2 separate regions of the Danio rerio genome follow, and region 1 is linked to region 2. Evidence: chromatin contacts called from public Hi-C data. All regions are on one chromosome and are shown on one strand. The core of a region is the stretch at or near the end of the contact, and the rest is flanking DNA. Distances in the headings are between cores, read along the strand shown. Region 1 holds the start of foxg1a (forkhead box G1a). Region 2 holds the start of g2e3 (G2/M-phase specific E3 ubiquitin protein ligase).

Region 1 (5,039 bases), core at 712-3,211, 310 kb after region 2:
ATTTAAACGGGCATTGTGCACTTATAGAACATATTTATTTAAAAAATGAAAATAAAACTTTGTGTTAATTTCTGAAAAATCTCATCCCACCAGTGTGCTCATGATACGTCATAATACTGCAAACATGATGACTGGAGGTTGTTCTGCAATGTAGTATTAGATATTTTAACATTTAAACTTAGACAGAACTGCAACTGCTATTTAAATAAACATTCTAAAGTAATCATACTGCCTTTCAATAAAAGAAAAGAAAAAAAAAACTATGCTTCATCCTTTTTTTACTCTGGTCACATTGCACGTTGCTGACAGTGGAATAATAAAACAGTTCCGCGACACTTGACGTTTGTATACAATCAGAAATAAATGCAGAATAATAATAATATTAATAATAATAATACAAAATACCTGGAATTCGGCTTGCATTGTCCGTTCATTCTCCTTAATTTTTTTTTTCATTTATATATATTACAGTGTAAATTGGTGTAAAATGTTCACTTACAGTCTGATCCTGTGGATGCTAGTTAGTGTATAAGTGGATTTGATGTTGACCCTTGATTCTGATGTGTGAAGTAGTCAGAAAGTCCACTGGAAAGTCCGGAGGAAAAACTGGATAGGGAAGGCCTTAAGGAGTCACACGGGAGAGAAGAGGCCGTTTGCGGGGAGGAGGAAGAGGCGGCTCGGGAGCTCATGGACGTGCTGCTCTGGGAGGTCATGGATGGGTGAGGGACATGGGGGAAGAAATAACTGGTCTGACCCGCAAGCAGGTTCACCGAACACGGATTCAAAGAGTACGTCCCGGAGCAGGGTACGGAGAGCCCACATGGCACTGAGGCGGCCAAAGCAGCCGCTGTGAGGTGGTGTGTGGCGTACGGAATCTCTCCATTTACGAGTCTGTCAACACTCAAGCCATTTGAGGCCGGGAAAGAGTGATTGTTCCCCAAACTGTTTTGAGTCAACATTGTGCTATAGGACATTGGGTGACTAGGGTAAGCCGACGACGCGCCGTTGTAACTCAACGCGCTGCTCGCCCTCGGATGGTGAAGCGAGAGGAACGGCGACATCGGCCAATATAAAGAGCCAGCTCTATCCATAAAAGTCAGTCCGGTGGAAGTAAGCCTCGCGCCTCTTTTAAACGCCAGCTTTGCCCTAGAAGTGGTCGACCTCCGCCGAAGTTTGCCCGTCGTGCCACCGATGAACACGTCGTCGCTGGAGGGGTCAAGCATCCAGTAGTTCCCCTTCCCGGGGTCATCGTAATGTCGGGGCACTTTGACAAAACATTTGTTCAAACTCAAGTTGTGTCTGATGGAATTCTGCCATCCCTGCTTGTTCTCCCGGTAATACGGAAAATTTTTCATAATGAACTCGTAAATGCCGTTAAGGGTTAATCGCTTCTCCGGACTCTGCCGAATGGCCATCATAATCAAAGCGTTGTAGCTAAAAGGTGGTTTCTCGTACTTGCCGTTTTTCTTGTCGCCTTCTTTGCCTCCTTCGCCCTCTTTCGCGTCCCGTTTTTCTTCCTGCTTCTCCTTTTCGTCTGTGCACGAGGAGTCGTGGGATGAATTGTCACTTTTAGCGCAAGTGTTCTCCGACTTTTGCTCCTGTACTTGGGCAGGTAAAGGAGTCTTCTCTTCTTCTTCGTGCACCGTTCTGTGGTGGTGTTGTTGTTGCTGGTGGTGGTGGTGATGGTGGTTGTCGCTTTGCACGGCTTCGGGAACCAGACTGTTTATACTGAACGATGATTTAGGAATCATTTTGACTTCTTTTCTTTCTCCCATATCCAACATCACAAGTAAGATAGAGTAGCAACAACCACCAGCAGCAGCAGTTGGACTTCGAATCTCTTGCTCTGGCAACTCCTCTAATTAAAAAAAAACACACGCAACAACTATTTCATGTTCCTTAAAAACACGTCGATATGAGACAGCTAGCTACAATTAATTACGGAGCCACAGACACTAAGCTGTAAAAAAATTGCTTGAACCTTTTTAGAGACTGCAGCCAACCACAGCAGCATAAGTATTAACCGTGCAGCCAATCATTGAGCAGTTCTTAGCGCCTGTTCCAGTGCGTAAGGATACACAAGATCCACCAATGCTCATGCCCAGTCAACAATGGCTTTCATTTCCCCCAGCAAACTCCTACCAAGAAAACAGACCACATAACCTCAATCAATTTTTTTTGATAATTGTAGAGTGCTGTTTCAACATATCCATGCGTCCTCAATTTGTTTTCATACCGCAGGGGGAAAAACAAAAGGGACTCTAAGGTAGCCACAAAAAACAGGTACTACTTCCTGTATCGGAAATGTATGCCTTTTAATATATCTAGAGCTATACACGTATAACCAGAGTAAATAATAGCCTCTAAACAGCGGCGGTATGGAAAGATTTGTAGCTTTTGCATGAATTGTAGATCCTTTCAGACAGCGGATGGCTATTTAAACGCGTTTATAAATGTATTCGATCTCGTGTATCTATCACATTTTAAGGATTTTTTTTTACACAGGGAGTTATGTCCGTGCATATTCTTAGCGCTCATTCGCACGTTTATATATACGATTCTGATTATAAATGTTATGTTTATCCACATATTCAGATAATAGGCATTTTTATTCCTATGTAGCGCATTTTATTAATCACGCAAGAACCACCATCGACAGCAACTATTACAAGACATTTTGCAAGATAAGAACAAATTCAACCTCGATTTATATTTTTTTCTACGAATAACAGTAATATAGTCACTTGAAAACATTAAAGAAGATAAATGATAATATGCTGATAATAATAATAATAATAATAATAACTAGCCTACTATAATAGTAATAGTAATGCAAGTATAATAATTTATTTCTGGTTGTGATTATTGGTTGCTATTTTACAATATTTTATTCACACACAGATAATAACCAATAACAGTTCATCAGAATTGCAACTTCTCTCCTTAGTGGAAATGATATAGGCTATTTGTAGCCTTTATGATGGAGAATGTCCTTTGTTGAAACAAAATAGATACACAATAGCCTACCACATGTAAAGCACAAGTTAAGACGCCTAATATTTTATTTCCAGCAATATAAGAATATACTTACAGTCATTTCTTTATTTTAAAAATAGAATAATATCAAAACTGACTCAAAAATTCATGGATAGCGACAACAATTAATTGCTGTATATTTCGGGTTGAAGTTTTTCTAATGGAAGGGATGATATGTGTGTATTTGTGCTGGGGACCTTGCAGGGGGGTTGACTGAACAACAGACACACGCACGGCACACACGCATTCACATGTGCAAACAAGTCGTACACACAGAAACACGCAAACAAACAAACAAACGGATTCCCACAAGGTGGAATTTAGAGAATAAACCAGCAAAGACTCAGGCCTTTATTGAAATATGTATTATCATATAAGGTTAAGCTTATATTTTTAAACTACTGTATGCATAATAAAACGATACTCACTGTTTAAAAAAAATATTGTTATGTTGTGCTTGTTTTATTTTATTATTTATTTTTTTTAAATATACCAGATGCATGAATCCACATCCATTATTTTAACTCAAGATAAAAAACAACAACAATAAAAAGCTGAGAAAATATTTGCTGATTATTTGGCGACCTACAATTTTAAGGAAAATGTTGATAAATTGCTGTTGTGTTAAACACACCATTGCACAACCTAGCCTATCCAACCACATACAACAAAAACATACAAACATCGCATCGGTTGCAAATCCGGCTATAAACATTTATATGTTATTATGACTTGCATTTAAGACCTTTTTTCTTTAACGCACAGCCCACATGTTGCTTTTAATGGTTTTTTTTATAAAGGCATTGCACCTTCCAAGTCGAAGGAAAATAACAATTTAAGCATGTATGATTGTGATTTTTATAGATAGGTTGTTTGTATAAATGACACGTGCTCGTATATTCCACCTCCAGCGAACAACATGTTAATGTCTCCTCGCCCTTGTCTGACTGAGACCAGAAGTGGAGCAAAGGTGCAAAAAAAGGTTCACGCAAAAAAAAAATAATAATAATAATAATTAAATAAATAAAATTCCGACAAGATCAAAATGATTTAAAGCAGATACTTAAACGTCCCTTATTTGGCTAAAGTTGGTTACACATTTTCCTTTTAACCCGTATTGGCAGCACAAAATATTTTGCTATTGCAAAAATTATCTTTTATAGCCCATATCAAACAAAAGACTGCCGTTATCAACAGGTACAGACAAGCCTGAGATTAATATCATCTGATTAACGGAACAAACTTGGGACATTATTAAATTTGATGTATAGTCTGATTGTCAAAAGAGAGATCGGTAGATTTATAGAATTCATTCATTATAGCTTATAAGGACTATGTACACGTCCTGTGTTAACGAATACCAAACTGAATAAATGAGAGTATATTTCTATAATCAATTTATTCATTTATTTGCTTCAGTATTTTATTTTCATTAAATCAAAATGAATGCGTATCGATGTGCATGGAGCAAAGTAATATACATGCTAATGGTGTACATCAAAGCTGGATATACAGATACAAATGTTTATTGAAATTTGTATAGGTAAATAATATCCAAGAACACATTTCTATAAGCTATACTATCGCTTAAAAACAAAAACAAAAAACAGGATTACTTATTGGTTGTTGGTGGATAGTTGTCTGATGAAGTTGTTTTCAGCAGAAATGTAGGCACTTCTTCGGAATGACTGAAATGTTCATGAACATGTCGCTTAAATAAACACAGTTGTCACTTACCTCAACAAACACAGGCCTGTGTTGAAAAGAGAAGCGATAAACAGGGAGGTGATCCTGGACAAAGTCAGACCTGTCTTTTCTAAACTGCAGTTTGTGTCTTTATTAGGCTGCCCTCTAGTGGCGAAACAATCTTTTGTGCTTCAACTTCATTCAACAGATGTATTTTTTCATTACAGCACTAGTTTTAGTTGGGGTATTTCAGATATAAGTAGGGTTGAAATGACAAAACATATGCAAAAAATAATTATAACAAAATAAATGTTTAA
Region 2 (5,217 bases), core at 748-3,247:
GCACCAGCCTTTTTGCAATGAAAGCATCTCTGCAAGTAATAAAGTGACACAAGTTTCAAAAATGTTTCTGAGGTGTTAAACAGAACATGGCAAGGGTAAAATATTTACTTACCAGCCTCGATGATCTGCGGATCTCCTTTTTAATGTCACCCACAAGAAAACCATACACGTCTTCATCTTCCTCTCCTCTCTGGCATATTCCACTAGACATTAGCTGTAACATTAGATTAAAAACTTATCCTTTAGAAACTTTAGGGATGAATGCGTATAGGTTTTGGTGATGGGCTTCAACATGTACGTAACAGTCCAAGATTTCTTGATTGAAAACAATACATTAGACACATTCTAATATATGGTTAAAAATTACATTAATCTAATATAAAAATTAAAGCCAGAATGCAGTTAAACACATTTTTTTTATGTCTTTGACCCATATGTAGTATTAGCCAACTATATCTGTGTAGGGGTAGATGAAGGGGAAAACGCTCTTTTTCCTCGAAGACAACAAGAAATAAAGACTTGGCAGTTACAACTATGAATATTATTATTTTTTTTATAAATTAGTATATTGGAATTATTTCTGAAACATCAGGTGACACTGAAGCCAATTCAACCGTGCTTTCACAGGTATAAATTACATTTTAACATAGCAAAAGTCTGCTCAAGGCATTCGAAAAATGTGGAAAAAATATTAAGAAGTCTTTATTGACATGACTATTTCTTAAAACTGCCATGTTAGTAAAGGCTTTTTAATTTATTATTTTTTTTTTACATTTTTTGAGAGCCTTGGACTTACTTTTGTTGTTTATTCTGATGAATCTCTAACATAAAGAGCACTGACACATTATTTAAGCTACCCCTGAACACTTTTTGTTTGATTTTACATTTTAACATTGTTCACCCAAAAACTCCAATTTACAAGTGGTTCCAAATCTTTATGAGTATTTTCTTTGGTTCTGTTGCACAAAAGAATACATTTTAAAAAGAATGTTAGAAACCTGTAACCATTGGCTTCCACAGTAGCAAAAACACTACAGACACTATGGAAGTCAATGGATACAGATTTCCAACATTTTTCCAAATAATTCCTTTGTGTTCAACAGGGGGAAAAATCAAACAGGTTTGTAACAAGTCAAGGGTGAAAAAACTGATGACAGAATTTTCAGCTTTGCCTAAACCATCCCTTTAAAAGAGAAAATAGATCTTTTATTGTGTAATATTTCATAATATCACAATTTTACTATACATTTGAATTGTACATGACTTGTCTCAAAAAAGACTCTTCCAAACTTTTGACCACCAATGCATAGTTTTGTTATATATATATAATTTACATATAAATGGTCCATGTCTTGTGTACTCAATTTATTCAGGACACATAATTCAGGATAACGTTACATTAAGGTAACAGATCGGTAACAGATAAAAGACAACAGGAAATGCTTCACTCAACATAAACATTAAAAAGCAAGACTAAACCAAAGTTGTTAATTTCTCACCAGACAAAAAAAGTGGACAGCCAGGTTGTGCTGCTCAAGGTGAACCTTCTCTCCATACTTCTCTTTATTATTCTCAGATCTCTTACATAGACAGCAAACTGCAGAACAAACGCAAAATATTAAAATCAGTCAACGTCAACGAGAATATACCTTAGCACATTCTGTTATCGTGAGGATTAATTCTGATGCCACGTAAAAATGCACAAAAACAAACTTACTGAGATCTCTGTCCTGCAGCTTTATTTCAGCGGACTTTTCATTTAACGCTTTCATTTTTAGGTGGGGAAGTCAAATGTAAAGTTAAATTTTAAAATGGCGATTTAAAGAGCCCCAAGTTAAAGGCTAGCAGTACATGGCTAACGTTAACCTACACGGCTTCAGACTCACTTTTTCGCGAGCTTTATCTTAAAGTCAGTCTTCTTCTTCCATCAGATAGAAATATACATATTCTCCAGGAAAAGTCGAGTTTTTAATATTACTTTAGAGACATTCGTGCGCGTAAAAGTGTAAATCGCAATACACAAATTCAAACTTCGCTCTGCTCGTGAAAATCCTCCTCCGCGCGCATTTGATTGGTTCAATTCAAACCCAAACACAGATTTTCCGGAGGGAGGAGCTCTGGCCAAAACATTTGAGCTGCGGAAACGTTGCAAATTTCATGCGCTACGTGACTTCCGTTTATTTTACAAAATAAAGGTGAGAGGGCGTGCCAACAAAAGCAGTCCTTTACTTAATTATACAGTATCATGTGTGGTTTGATCCAGTCCATTTTTTTATGTATATGAAATTTCCCAAAATAATAAAAAGTTGTACTAGAAAGGTATTTTTTTTACATGGATTAACATAATAAATGCAAATATCTTTTTTTTTACTTGAAGACAATATTTGTTTTCCTTCTTAGAAAATGTTCCACATCCACCCAGAAAATCCTTGTGTATATACAATCACAAAACATCCAAATTAAATCTCTCTAAAACCTTTTTAGCTAGATATGTTATTTGTAAAATTTTAATTGTAACTTCTTTTACTTTGTTATTTATACAGTATATTTCATAAGATTGCCAAGCTTTTTCCAATTTATATTTTTGAATACATTGGTCCATTTTAATTTTATTTATAACTGTATCCCCTGTTATAATATTTCTAATATATTTATTAGTATAACTTTGTTTAACAAAAGCAGCCCTGCATTGATAGTAAGTGATAGTTTTGTTGTTATGCTTTGTACGTTTTATTTATTTAATATACATTTTAAAAAAGCTTATTTCACACACAGTCTGCACCTTTGTTTTTAATATTTAAAAGTTTGGGGTCAGTAGGATTTTTTATGTTTTAAAATCATATTCCCCTGCTCACCACGGCTACATTTATTTAATCAAAAATACAGTACAAAATGTAAAATTGTGAAATGTTATTTTACTATAAAATAACTGTTCAACAGTAGTTTGTCATTTTATAATTTATTCCAGCAATTTTAAAAATGAATTTTCAGCTTCATTACTCAAGTCTTCAGTCTCATAGTCCTTCAGAAATTACTTTAATATTATTTATTTTTATTATTAATATGATTTTTATTATTGTAATAGTAATAAAAGCAATAACTGGAGAAATAATTTAATTTGAAACTACATACAATTGTTATAAATATTTGACAATTACATTTTTTTTACATTTAAAAAATGCCACCAGAATAATTTTCTTTAAAAAAAAAAACATGAAAAAACTGAACCCAAACTTTTGACTGGTAGTGTGTATATATATATATATATATATATATATATATATATATATATATATATATATATATATATATATATATATATATATATATATATATATATATATATATATATATATATATATATATATAAAATATTTAGGAAAAACTATTTCTTTTATTATTTATTTAATACTTGTTATTATTTTGTATATTTTTTATCATAATTATATTATAATAATTATTGTATACATATTTTTATTATACTAATTATTAAATAGTCATTAATTATCTTTAATAATCATATAATCATTAATTAATAATCTCAATATCTTATTTTCAAAACTAATAAAAAATAATTGTGAAATGTATGATGTTACTGATAAATAATTTGATTAATTCTGTAATAATTGTCATTCTGTAATTTTCTAAAATATCTTTTTATTTTATCTTGTAATAATTTATTTTTGGCCTAATTTCACCAAATAAAGTTTCATTTATTTATAAATTTATATTTTCATGAACTGTATTTCTATATGTTTTAATCTTTATCCAGCAGTGCACTGTAAATGTAGTTATTAAACATTGGTGACTTGGCCAGTTCACCATTTTTGTTCAGGTGGTTCATTTTAGTTTTTGGGGGGACTAAGATTGCCATATTACGCACATTAAGGGACAAAAATGGTTTGAAAAATCATAAGCTTAATTAAATCAACATGAATCCATTAGAACGTTTATCAGGCTTATCATTCATTTATTTTCTTTTTGGTTTATTCCCTGCTTTATTAACCTAGGGTCGCCACAGTGGAATAAACCGCCAACTTATCGCGCATTACAATTTAGCTTACCCAATTCACCTGTCCCACATGTCTTTGGACTTGCACCCAGAGGAAACCCACGCGAACAGGGAGAACATGCATACTCCTCACAGAAATATTAACTGACCCAGCTCGAACCAGTGACTTTTTTGCTGTGAGGCAAGAGTGCTACCCACTGCGCCACCATGCTGCATATCAGGCTTATCAGTATTGGTATTTCTTCCAACTTCAGGTGTGGAAGCCTTATGACTTTTTTGTCATGTGGCGTGATGTTATTAAGTAACCACTGGGTTTGACCAACAATTAATGCAGTGCTTCCTATGGTGTGTGGAAAAAATCAGCTAATTTGTCTGCATTCGATTTTAACTTTCTTCCTCCTTCTGCTTCCTAACAACTTCTGAAGAGAAACTAACAGTTACAATATCACCTCCTCTGCGCTTGCTTCCCCTGCAGCACTAAACAACAATCTAGCCTTCACAAGATGGAGAAATCCTTACTACAAACCCTAATGTCACTGAGAGGTGAGAAAAGAACAGGCGGTTTCACACAGTGCCTGCCTGGTTTTCATTGAGGGGTTAAACCAATGAAGTTGATTGTTCATCAGTATCACTAACCAGTAGGTGGTGGTAGATCAAAACAGTTCAAAGTGCTGTCTACTGGAGAACTGGCTCACTCTGCCACATCTCACATGCTTTTCCAGGAAATCAGCTTATGATTTTTGGCCACTAATTTGATAAATCCACACCAGAACAAAGTGGTAGCAGTGAGCCATAAATGGTGATTAACAATATCTTCTACAGCATATATTTCATTTGACTATTCAGAACTAGTATATAAGTTACACTTCACATTAAGGTTTCATTAGTGAATGTATTTACTAATTGAACAACACATGTACAGCATTAACATTTACCAATGCATTATTAACATTTAAAGTCATGCTTGTTAACATTAGTTAATGCATCGTGAGTAAACATGAACTAACAAAGAACAACTGTATTTTCATTACCTACCATTAACTAACATGAACAAATACTGTAATACACTGTAAATTCATTGTTTGTTAATGTTAGTAAATGCATTAATTATCATTACAACCTCATTGGAAAGTGTTACCAGTATATAAAGTATCGTGAAATATTTTAGATTACTGTATGGGAGAATTTGATTAAATTTGATGTAC

What was found. Hi-C and Micro-C count contacts between places; a contact is called where the count stands out from the background.
Region 1: a contact with region 2 is called in a Hi-C map of an unstated tissue, with 5 times the contacts expected there. The contact joins the promoter of foxg1a here to the promoter of g2e3 in region 2. A contact is called at or near these places in 1 of 18 Hi-C or Micro-C datasets (an unstated tissue) and 1 of 4 datasets of contacts at active chromatin or transcription factors (embryo).

The regions. Positions count from the first base shown.
Region 1 is chr17:30,618,757-30,623,795 of GRCz12tu, forward strand. It overlaps foxg1a (forkhead box G1a), which reads right to left and starts at 1,962. Exons shown (of 1, transcript NM_131067.1): 1 at 1-1,962. The coding sequence starts at 1,784. The coding sequence ends at 522.
Region 2 is chr17:30,310,598-30,315,814 of GRCz12tu, forward strand. It overlaps g2e3 (G2/M-phase specific E3 ubiquitin protein ligase), which reads right to left and starts at 1,998. Exons shown (of 14, transcript NM_001003822.1): 1 at 1,718-1,998; 2 at 1,500-1,597; 3 at 113-214; 4 at 1-29. The coding sequence starts at 1,772.